2 separate regions of the Sus scrofa genome follow, and region 2 is linked to region 1. A link is a contact called in public HiChIP or PLAC-seq data. All regions are on one chromosome and are shown on one strand. The core of a region is the stretch at or near the end of the contact, and the rest is flanking DNA. Distances in the headings are between cores, read along the strand shown.

Region 1 (6,159 bases), core at 2,361-4,860:
CCTTTTAAGGAATATATATTGATACCATATTACAATATAAAAATAAACCAAAGAAATAATGAATGTATGATTCAAGAAAATTCTTACTTTGGATGTGGAGAGGCATCCTGATACAATGAGGGAGACACATAGATATAGATTATTTTCAAGGAATTAGTTTCATGTTAGATTTATAGGTGTTTAATATTATTTAAAATAAATTAATCAAATAAATACATAAACAATCTGAAGGACAAAATGTATTAGACATAAATTATTGCTCTAAAAATAGGCCTCAAAACTATTTTAGGGATTTAAAAAATACAGCAGAAGATAAAAGCAGATTGATAGAGAGAGTAACACAAAAGAAAATAAATATCTCAGAAGTGAATGCTACATTAGAAACAAACAAAAATAGGGAGAAAGTATAATAAAAGCATGTTAAGACATGAGGGACAGATTAAAAGAACAAAATATTAAAATTTTGTAGAAAAGGTATACAAAGGATTCAACTTCTTGGAAAATAGAGATGTGATAGAAATAATATTTAAAGTTGTAACAGAAAAAAATGTTTCCTGAACTAAAGACTTTAATCTGCAGATTAAAAAAAAAAAAATACACCATAGGGAGTTCTCTTGTGGTGTAGTATATTAAGGATCCTGTGTTGTCACTGCAGTGGCTTGGGTCGCTGCTATGGTGCAGGTTCCAGGGAACTTCCACATGCTACAGGTGTAGCCAAAAACAAAAACAAAAGCAAAAAAAGATACACCATGTATTTGGGAGAAAATTATATAGAAAGATGAATCCAAGGTATATCCAGCAGAACCGCATATGTTCAAGGATAAAGAACTAATCATATAAGAATCCAAGCAGAAAAGACAGGTTATTTACAAGGAGGAAGGAATTAGTTTGATTCCAGACATCTCCACAGTGATATTCAAGTGATTGAAGATAACAGTGCATGACTACACAGTTTGAGGGATTTTTTTTTTTTTTTTTTTTTTTTTTTTTTTTTTTGCTTTTTAAGTCCGCACTTACAACAGTCTGGAAATTCCCTGGCTAGGGGTTGAATCAGAGCTACAGCTGCTGTTCTACACCATAGCCACAGCAATACCAGATCCAAGCTGCATTTGTGACCTACACCACAGCTCACACAAACGTTGGACCCTTAACCCACTGGGTGAGGCAAGGGATTGAACCCATATCCTCATGGATACTAGTCAGGTTCTTAACCCACTGAGTCACAATGAGAATTTTATGAATACACAGTTTCTTTTTTTTGGTCTTTTTGCCTTTTCTAGGGCCGCTCCTGTGGCATATGAAAGTTCCCAGGCTAGGGGTCGAATCAGAGCTGTAGCCTCCAGCCTTCGCCAGAGCCACAGCAATGTGGGATCTGAGCTGCGTCTGTGACCTACACCACAGCTCACAGCAACGCCAGATCTTTAACCCACTGAGCGAGGTCAGGGATCCAACACGCAACCTCATGGTTCCTAGCCGGATTTGTTAACCACTGATCCACAACAGGAACTCCCATGAATACACAGTTTCGAGAGCATGAAAGCATAACTCCAAATTCTATATCCAGGTGTGACAGGCAAAAATTGCTGGTTATTTTTCTATACCCATTTTCTGCCTTCCTAATACCAAGAACCCAGGTTTTAAACTAAACAATTGCCATCAGCTAAAAGACTCTATCTCATAGTCATGTAGTTAAGTTTTATCTAACGAAATGTAAGGAGAAATGTTGTGTACTCCTTGATCCATAGATACAGTCTAGAAGAGAATTAAAAACAAAAACAAAAACAAAAACCTATGATTTCAACCTTAGCGTTTTTCATAACTTTAAAAAAAATTGAGGGAGTTCCCTTCATAACTCAGCTGTTAATGAACCCAACTAGGATCCATGAGGATGCAGGTTCAATCCCTGGCCTCCCTCAGTTCGTGAGCTGTGGTGTAGGTTGAAGATGTGGCTCTGATCCCACGTTGCTATGGCTATGGTGTAGGCGGGCAGCTGTAGCTATGATTCAACCTCTAGCCTGGGAACTTCCATATGCCATGGGTGTGGCCCTAAAAAGCAAAAAAATAAATAAATGTATATATTAAAAAATTTGGGGAGTTCCCGCCATGGCTCAGTGGTTAACGAACCCGACTAGGAACAATGAGGTTGCAGGTTGGATCCCTGGCCTTGGTCAGTGGGTTAAGGATCTGGCGTTGCCGTGAGCTGTGGTGTAGGTTGCAGAGGGGGCTTGGATCCCACGTTGCTGTGGCTGTGGTGTAGGCTGGAGGCTACAGCTCTGATTCGACCCCTAGCCTGGGAACTTTCAAATGCCAAGGGTGCAGCCGTAGAAAAGACAAAAAAAAAAAAATTTAGGAACAAATAACTTTTACAGTGAAGAAACATTGTCTAAAGTTCAGCAGTTCTTACAGTTTCACTTCAGTTTCCTTTAATTCCATTAAAGAACAAAGCTATTATTTTTCTATTTTAAAATAGCATGTAGTATATGATTTCCATTTTTGTCTATCAATCAGTCTCTTTTTCACTTTATCTCTATTTACTATACCTGGTTAAGTTAATATCTGTCTATTATCTCAGATGCATAATGCATGTCTTGAAAGATCTTCAACAAATATTATTTATTATAGGTATAAATGGTGAAATTTCTTAGTTTCTATATTTTAGTAGGGATCATGAATTAATTAACTATATCAACTCCGTAAAAAACAAATTTTAAATTTATTTTTATTTTATTTTTATTTATTACTTTTAGACAATGGAATTCTCCCACTCTCTTCTGAAAAACATTTGTAACTATGCACAAATGAAAATGAATACTTACCCATATGCCAGGCACTAATAGAACTTATATTTCAAGCTTTTGATTTTATTATAATTACAAACAGAGGTAGTAACTATATAGTAATGACTTTGGAATAAAAAGTCAATATCCACACCTCTTGTCATATATCTTCCTGAAGGCAATACCTTATAATTGTACTCTTATTTTTTGTTAAAGAAAATGTATCTTAAAGTAAGCAGAAAATGTTTTTAATCCTCATTTTATAGACGGGCAATAGCATCCAAGGTAACAAACTTAAGCAGTGATAGAGTTGGGATTAGAACTAAAGTGTTCTAATTTTCAGACCAGATGTTCCCACAGAAAGACTGTTATTGTTATTTTGCCCTTGTTGAATACAACTGGTTTTCATGGCAATAAGAAAACCGATGAATACTCAACAGAGCCATTGGTTCAAAGAATTTTCAACTTGCAAGGGACCTTGGAGGTCTTACACGGGCATTTTGCAGAGGGGCTTGGCAATGCTCCTTTCTAGGCCCAAGCTGGAGTAGAACTGATGTGCCTCTGGGCTCCCATTTCAGACCTCACCGTTTTTTTTTTATCTTATCTGATTTACATATTAATGTTTCACATAAGATTCCATTTGAGAAAAAGGCTGTTTTCCACAAATAGATTTAAAACTTTGAGAGTCTATCCTTACAGAAATAGGTGATTTAATATAATCATTGCAAAACAAGGAAGTTTCAAGAACTACCAATCAACTCACAGGAGAATAAGCAATCTTGGACCAAGTTTATTCTGAGACTGTCTGATATCATCTCATTTAGAAGCAGCTGCTTTTCTGAATTCACACTTCTCCTTTTTTCTAAGCCACTAGTTAACTAACCCGAGTGTACAGACTGTACAAATCTTATGTGGTCAAGAAACTGGAGATTTGATGCATGAACAAGAACTGGAGAAAAATTTCAAATGTATGCCCCATAATGTTTCATGGTCTAACTTTGAAAATTGTCTAACAAGTAGCATCTGTCTATAGTTAAAAATGGGGATCCATTTTAAAGATAGCAGGAATGTTCTTTCTGACATACAAATATCACTATGCTTCTGAGGATGATAAAGTCAATCAAATGGAAGATGTAGGTAATTCAATAATTTACATCTATCAAGTGCTTTACAGATAATAATCTGTAAAACAGCATTTGATTCACCAGGAAGGCTTTAGAATGAGACATACTCAGCCTCAAATCCAATTCACTACTTTGTAGCTTGGAAACCTCAGGCTGGCCTACTTGCCCAGCTGACATTTGGTTTTATCATCTGTGAAATGGAACTAATGTGAGGATTGAGTGTAATGACACATACTGACTACCTAACTCTTCCTCAGATAATTTTTTTTCTTTTTTTCTTCTCTAGGGTCACACCCGCGGGATATGGACGTTCCCAGGCTAGAGGTCTAATCGGAGCTGTAGCCACCGGCCTACGCCAGAGCCACAGCAACGCGGGATCTGAGCCGCCTCTGCAACCTACACCACAGCTCCCGGCAACACCGGATCCCTGACCCACTGAGCAAGGCCAGGGATTGAACCCGCAACCTCATGGTTGGATCGTTAACCACTGAGCCATGATGGGAACTCCTTCCTCATGTAATTTTAATTTCTTTTCCTGGAATGTTGACTATAAGTGACATTTTTATTAGCTGGATCCTATTTTAAATATATAGGAATAAAAGCTGTAATATATGATAAATTATTTTTTAATGAAGAATAATTTTGCATGTGTATTATAACCAGTAGTCAATATAATGCAATGAAAAGAGTACTGGGTCAACAATCAGAAGACTGATTCTATCTCCATTCTGCAACTTTTAAGTTGAAATGACCATTTTTACAAGCGACAAATGATTGAATAAATTTGTAGAGCTGGAGTTCATGTCGTGGCTCAGCAGGTTAAGAACCTGGCTGGTATTGATGAGGATGCAAGTCTGATCCCTGGCCTCACTCAGGGAGTTAAGGATCTATCGTTGCTGCAAGCAACAGTGTATGTAGGTCACAGATGCAGCTTGGATCTGATGTTGCTGCAGCTTCAATTTGACCCCTAGCCTGGGAATTTCCATGTGCCACAGATACAGTCCTAAAAAGGAAAAAAAAAAAAAATTGTGGTTCTGGATAAACAATAATCTCTCTAAGATTCAGTTTCCTCGTTAGATGAATTTAGATAACTACATTCATTCATTGATTTAATATTTATCATTTGCCTATCATGTGGTGACATTATTTTAGCTTATGACAATATAGTGAGGAATATGACACTGTCCGTTTCCTTCTGGTACTCTATTCAATAAAGTATACATATAAAAATAAGCAAATAAGCTTACAAATCATATAAATTTTTCAGGTAGGGATAAAATATTCAGTAACTAGGTGACTGCTAAAGTTTTTTCAGCTTAAAAATTGTAAAATACTAGGTAATTGTTGTAATAAATTATATTCTTTTCTTACTGGATTAGTTTAATATATGATATATCTGCAGGTAAATCTGTACTTCTTAAAAATAGAAAGTACCACCATAACTGTAGGAAATGTGAAAGAAAATCTTGAGAAAATCTCAAATAAAAGGATTCAGAGGATTATATTAGAAACAAATTTGGACACGTTTAACAGTGAGAAATGTCAAACAATAGCAGCTTAAAGAGCAAGGGGTTTGTTTTCCTCATGAATCAGGAAGTCCAAATCCAATTACTCCAAAGCTAGTTGGCCCCACAGTGCTTATAGGATGAGCTGCTCTTAGCCATCTTGACCATGGGCTTTCTTCTACACCCTTGTGTCTTCATGGTTGCAAGATAGTACATGGAAATTCCCTCTGCAACACTGCACCAATGTGACAGGCCGAAAGAACATAAAGGTCAAAGGGTAAAGATTAAATGTCAACTTAGTTTGCCTTCTTTTAAAAAGTTTTCCCAGAAGCCTCACCTAACAGTTCCCACTTATGACTCATTAGCCGGAACTGGACTACTCTTGAATATTTGGTGAAGTACACGGCTACCCTAAACAAAATCAGAATTATGTTAACAAAGAGGAGAATTCAGATGAAAACTGGCAGTATCTACCAGAAGAATGTATCATATTTCACTAAGAAATATAAATCTAAACATCTGTGAAACAAACTATATACCAAGAAATATCATTACTAAAAGAAAACTTTGACATGAATCTTCTTATATAGCTCTGATTGGACCCCTGTCTGAGAACTTCCATATGCCTGGGGTGCAGCCCTAAAAAGCAAAAAAAAAAAAAAAAAAAAACCAAGGGATGAACTAAATATAAATAGCTAAGGAGATCATGTCTGAAAAAAAGATATACAAAACAAAATCCTAGAGGATGACTGG
Region 2 (6,159 bases), core at 923-3,422, 120 kb before region 1:
CTTACCTGAAGGAATCCAGAAGGAGAAGGTAGCTTCATATTTGAGTGCACAAAAGCTGCAAACTTATGTTCCTTTTGCTCTCCCTCTAGCTATGTGACTATGAGCAGGTTATAAGAGCTTTTTTGAACTTCAGTTTCCTCACCTTTTACAGGAATTATGCTTCGAAGGGTTGCTGATAGGAATAATGAATAAGTGCCTTGCTTATTATAAGGCTATCATGAATAGCTATTTGTTCATACAATTTATAAATACATTCCTTTCGAGTGAATAAATGAGTTGAATGAATACAGGGGAAGGTTGGAAAGCCTGGTCCTCCCCCAACCAGCAAACAAGCCACTTAGCTTCTTTAAAAAAAAATGTACATTTAGAAATTTATTATTTTGGGTGAGAGCTGGTTAAATAGAGAACACTTAAGTTTGTATGGGAAGGTTCCAAAGACAAACTTCCTTAACTTTGTAGCTTTGCTGGGGGCTAGGCCAACTGGGCAACTAAAGATAGGACAAGCCTCTCAATCTCTCCTTTGCCTCAACCCTGACCCAGCTCAGAACTGAAGCCCAAGGCTTTCCACTGGAGACTTCCATAATGACAGGATGTTTTTCTTTTTGGGGGGGTGGGTAGGAAGAGGGGAGCACATAATGTGACTACTTTCTTTCTATGAGCAGAGCATACAGCAAAATAAGTTATTTATTTTGTGGTTGCTTTTAGAGAGAAAAAAAATTACTGAAGAAATGTAATGTTCTGTGGCAATATGAGTGCACCTACCGATAGGACTGAAAACTTTTTTGAAAAGAGAAAACAAAGTCTGAAAGCAAAAAATAATTTTTCTTGTTCTGATAGACTTTAAAAGAAGATGGTGGGTTTTTTATTATCTTTTTTTATTCTTGTTATATCTAATGAATGGGTATTTTCATGATGAACAAATGTCATGAAAACCAGTTTATTCTCCAAATCAAGATACATCTGGTTTACCGATTGTAACATCTGTTTTTTTTTAATGGGTTGTGTTTAACTTGTAAAAATAAAATAAAATGCAATTAACATCACCCATATGCTCAATACAATGAGTAAATGACTTGTAAGTTTTAAAACTTCTAGGACTGGGTTTCTAATGTAATTACAATGGGTTGTAAAAGTGAGTGAAACTAGTTTCCCAAGGTAGGGTGTCTATTCAACATTTACTGGTATCTAAAACACTTTGGAGTAAGGCAGTAATCATCCAGGAAGAAATGACTACTGTTCAGTGACTCATCAATCCATGAATTCAGCACTAATTACAGTGCCTCAGTTTCCCTATTTTATAAAAACGAAGCTGCCACCTGCCTGCTTCTCTGGAGTGTTTGAAAAAAGCCCAAGGAGATAATAGTCCGTGTGTTTTGAAAATACAAAATACATTATAAATGCTAAGTAATAATACAATAATAACAGGGAGTCTTTAATAACAGGGGTCCTTTAATAATACTCATCAAGCATAATAACATTACTAACTAGTAGGAACAAGACTGTCTTCTTAATCATTAGTTTGTATCATGGGAAATTGGTTGGGGTTTGGCACCTCATTCAGGTTGGTTTTGGTGCCTCAGGAGGAAGAAGAGCTCCTTAATAAGGCTGGTCTCTCCAACTAACTGTTGGCTGTCTTTAGGAAGAGGCATGCATGCAATTAGCCGAGGAGGGGGCAGATGCCTCTGAGTTCAACTCCTATGCCCAGGGAACACGATTTAAAAATTTCCATTCCTAGCTGGTCAGGGGAAAGAAGGAAAGGTACTTTGGGGATCCAAGAAAGTTGCCAGCAGGCTAGCCCTAGCCAGTCGCCCAGTGTGGCCACCCAATCCTGCCACAAGATGGCGACAATCCAGCTGGAAACACCTGCCTGAGCTGGCCACGTGGGTTTCCAGACTGGAAGGACTTCCTCCCTCAGACACAAAGAAGGGATCGTTTGGATACTCACAGAGCTGGGATTGCGAACCTTCCTGAGACAAAGTCGGCCAGGGGAAGAAGTAGGCGGCTTCCTTCTCACCCCCGTGAGCTTCAACTTCATGGGGCTGAAAAGCTTGAGGGGAATATGTGCAAAAGCACCCCGAGAAATTCCAGGTTTTAACCCCTCCCTCTGCATAGAGCCCGGATAGACACTTCCTGGACCGGCGACATTCCAGGGATTCCGGCAGGGAGAGCGGGTGCTTCCCCGGGTGGGGTGCGTCCAACCCAGCGGTGCTCTGGTCCTCCCCTGCGTGGGACCGGCTGAGCAAGCCGCTGAGACTGGGGATGGGCTGAACAAATCTCATCCACCCCGCCCCTGGGACCCCAGTGCTTTTAACAGCTTGGAACCTCAGACTTGAGGAGGGCTGGAGAGGGCTGTGCTCCTAAGCTCTAAATCAGGACAGCACCCACAAAGGCGCTCCCTCCTCTTTTCGCACATTTTGCCTGGGAAAAGGTCTACAGGCCTTCCGGGCTTGGGGGAGGGGGTGCTCTTTGTTTTCTTTTCTTTTGTTTCGTTTTGAATACAAGGAACCCACCACACCCACGTTTGTCTCAGTCAGAAGTAAACTTGCTTTGAAACAGAGTTATTAGGAAATACATAGATTCCCACCTCTAAGTCACAGGGTGAAGTTCCAAATGTGGTGTTTGGAACCCTCCTGGGTTGAGCAGAGCCTGGGCCTGGTTAGCCAGGCCTCCATCTTCTAACCCTTGGCCTTACCGTGGCAGCCCAGGGCTGATTCCCTGCTTCTCCAGCCAGGGTCTTTGGCCAGCACTAGGGAGCAGGCAAGGGAAACTCAGAACAGCAGGTGTCAACTGCCCCAGCCTCCCCTCGGTTAGCTACTTATCTGCCCACCCTTCTGGGCTGTGGATTGGGAGTAATAGTAAGAGTGAGCATTGTCTGAACATGTACCACAAATGATTGATTACCATTTCAAAGCCTTACACACTATCATTATCTCCTTTTACCATGGAGAAATCAAAGGCTTAGAGATGAGTAATTTGCCCAAGGCCACACAACTCTTAAATAGTCAAGCAGGGAGCTGAATCCAGATCTACATTTCTCCAAAGCACCAAAGTACCTCCTTAGGTAGCTCTCACTGCACCACTGGGAGACAGCTGGGTCAAGTATAAAGAAAGACATACTTGGTGCTATGATTGTACTTACACACTGTGGGTGGGGTGGGGAAGACCAAGGATATTTTAGACTCCTCTTGCCTTTGAATGTGTGCTGGAGAACTGGGTTAGCTTGGCCTGCCTTCTTTCTTCCCTTCCACAATTGTTTACTGAGTGCATGTTATATACCAAGAACTTGCCTAGGCACTGAAATATTGCAGGGGACAAGGCAGATGACACAGACTATGTGATCTTTTGATCTTTGGTGTGTCCTTTAATGTACTACTTTTTTTTTTTTTTTTTTTTTTTTTTTAAGGGCCACACTCATGACACATGGAGGTTCCCAGGCTAGGGGTCGAATCCAAGCTACAACTCCTAGCCTACACTACAGCCATAGCAACAGAGGATTGGAGCCATGTCTGTGACCTACACCACTTCTCACAGCAACGCAGGATCCTTAACCCACTGATCAAGGCCAGGGATCGAACCTGAATTCTCATGGATACTAGTCAGATTTGATTCTGCTGCGCCACAACAGAAACACCTATGTGCTAGTTTTTAAATTATTGTTTCTCACCCCAACTCATCTTCTACATGTGGCTTTAAAATGCTGAGGCTCAAGAATCTACAAACCATGTTTCTCTTCTGCTGCTGTTCCCTGTTAATAAGCTCTGCTAATAGGGGTGCTGGAGAGAACCTCAAAGCAGAAGAAGGAGGAAGGACACACTTCTTTTTGCTGGCTTGCTATCCCTATCAGCCTCACCCCAGCAACAGTGGAAATTCTGGCCTCCAGGTTCCTTCAGCACCCCAATGCAGTGTCATTATGCCCCTCAACTGTATAAATTATAGGGGGTCAGCCTGGGGGTCCCTTCTCTGATCTAGGTCTTCATAACCCCAGCTCTTTCTTTTCTTTCCCTGGTCCTGGTGTAACAACTGCTTTCTCCAGTTACTATCTTTGTGTTACCTCAATGTTCTCTTTTTTCCCCCGGTCCTCCAGTACCTCTAACCAGTGATGTGCTGGTTAATCCAGGAAAACAAAAAGAAAACTGATTTGAATATGTGTCGATTTTTGTAATGTAAATCATTCACCACATACAGTTTTCACCTACCAACATAGCACCTCTAAACTTCACAAGCTGCTGTGAGCAATTCAAGTACACAAATGCTAGTACCCAAACCCCTACAATAAATTCTCTGTTGAAGGACCTAATGTGCTTTCTATTTTCATGACTGGACCCTGACTCATAACACTTAAGCTTCTAAGAATTGATTTTTTACTATAAAGTAGAACTACTGGAGTTCCTGTCATGGCTCAGTGGAAACAAGTCTGACTAGGAACCATGAGGTTGTGGGTTTAATCCCTGGCCTTGCTCAGTGGGTTAAGGATCTGGCATTGCCATGAACTGTGGTGTAGTTTGCAGATGCAGCTCGGATCTGACGTTGCTGTGGCTCTGGCATAGGCCAGCAGTTGTAGCTCCGATTAGATCCCTAGCCTGGGAATCTCCGTATGCCGCGGGTGGGGCTCTAAAAAGACAAAAGACCAAAAAAATAAAATAAAATAAAATTTAAAAATAAAGTAGAACTACGACCATTTCTTCCATCTAACTCATAGAGTTGTTGGGATGATATGACATAATACAGATAAAAAACTCTGAAAACTACTATTAAAATTTTTTAACTGAAATCAAAGAAGATGTAAAGAAATGGAAAGATATTCCATGTTCCTGGATTGGAAAAATCAATATTGTGAAAATGGCCATACTACCCAAAGCAATCTACAGATTCAATGCAATCCCTATCAAATTACCCATGACATTTTTCACAGAACTAGAACAAACAATCCAAACATTTATATGGAACCACAAAAGACCCAGAATCGCCAAAGCAATCTTGAGAAACAAAAACCAAGCAGGAGGCATAACTCTCCCAGACTTCAAGAAATACTACAAAGCCACAGTCATCAAAACAGTGTGGTACTGGTATCAAAACAGACAGACAGACCAATGGAACAGAACAGAGAATCCGGAAATAAACCCTGACACCTATGGTCAATTAATCTTTGACAAGGGAGGCAAGAACATAAAATGGGAAAAGGAAAGTCTATTCAGCAAGCATTGCTGGGAAACCTGGACAGCTGCATGCAAAGCAATGAAACTAGAACACACCCTCACACCATGCACAAAAATAAACTCAAAATGGCTGAAAGACTTAAATATACGACAGGACACCATCAAACTCCTAGAAGAAAACACAGGCAAAACACTCTCTGACATCAACATCATGAATATTTTCTCAGGTCAGTCTCCCAAAGCAATAGAAATTAGAGCAAAAATAAACCCATGGGACCTCATCGAACTGAAAAGTTTTTGCACAGCAAAGGAAACCCAAAAGAAAACAAAAAGACAACTTACAGAATGGGAGAAAATAGTTTCAAATGAGGCAACTGACAAGGGCTTAATCTCTAGAATATATCAGCAACTTATACAACCCAACAGCAAAAAAACCAATCAATCAATGGAAAAATGGGCAAAAGACCTGAATAGACATTTCTCCAAAGAAGATATACAGATGGTCAGCAAACACATGAAAAAATGCTCAACATCGCTGATTATAAGAGAAATGCAAATCAAAACTACCATGAGATACCACCTCACACCAGTCAGAATGGCCATCATTAATAAATCCACAAATAACAAGTGCTGGAGGGGCTGTGGAGAAAAGGGAACCCTCCTGCACTGTTGGTGGGAATGTCAACTGGTACAGCCACTATGGAGAACAGTGTGGAGATACCTTAGAAGTCTATACATAGAACTTCCATATGACCCCGCAATCCCACTCTTGGGCATCTATCCGGACAAAGCTCTACTTAAAAGAGACACATGCACCTGCATGTTTATTGCAGCACTATTAACAATAGCCAGGACATGGAAACAATCCTAATGTCCATCGACAGATGATTGGATTTGGAAGCTGTGGTATATATACACAATGGAACACTACTCAGCCATAAAAAAGAATGATGACATAATGCCATTTGCAGCAACATGGATGGAGCTAGAGAATCTCATACTG

What was found. HiChIP or PLAC-seq counts read pairs in DNA pulled down with a chosen protein or histone mark.
Region 2: a contact with region 1 is called in an H3K27ac HiChIP or PLAC-seq map of alveolar macrophages. The contact joins two enhancer-like sites. A contact is called at or near these places in 5 of 47 Hi-C or Micro-C datasets (embryonic fibroblasts, fetal skeletal muscle, liver and 2 more) and 2 of 2 datasets of contacts at active chromatin or transcription factors (alveolar macrophages and skeletal muscle).

Annotation. Positions count from the first base shown.
Region 1 is chr3:92,407,737-92,413,895 of Sscrofa11.1, reverse strand. No RefSeq gene overlaps it. Among named protein-coding and RNA genes, the nearest start is that of FOXN2, 74 kb to the right of the region's middle. Within about 2 kb of position 3,610, at least 1 of the 83 cell types and tissues checked has an H3K27ac peak or open chromatin away from gene starts, as enhancers often do. A contact at or near this core is called in alveolar macrophages, where this site is marked.
Region 2 is chr3:92,521,499-92,527,657 of Sscrofa11.1, reverse strand. No RefSeq gene overlaps it. Among named protein-coding and RNA genes, the nearest start is that of FBXO11, 170 kb to the left of the region's middle. Within about 2 kb of position 2,172, at least 59 of the 83 cell types and tissues checked have an H3K27ac peak or open chromatin away from gene starts, as enhancers often do. A contact at or near this core is called in alveolar macrophages, where this site is marked.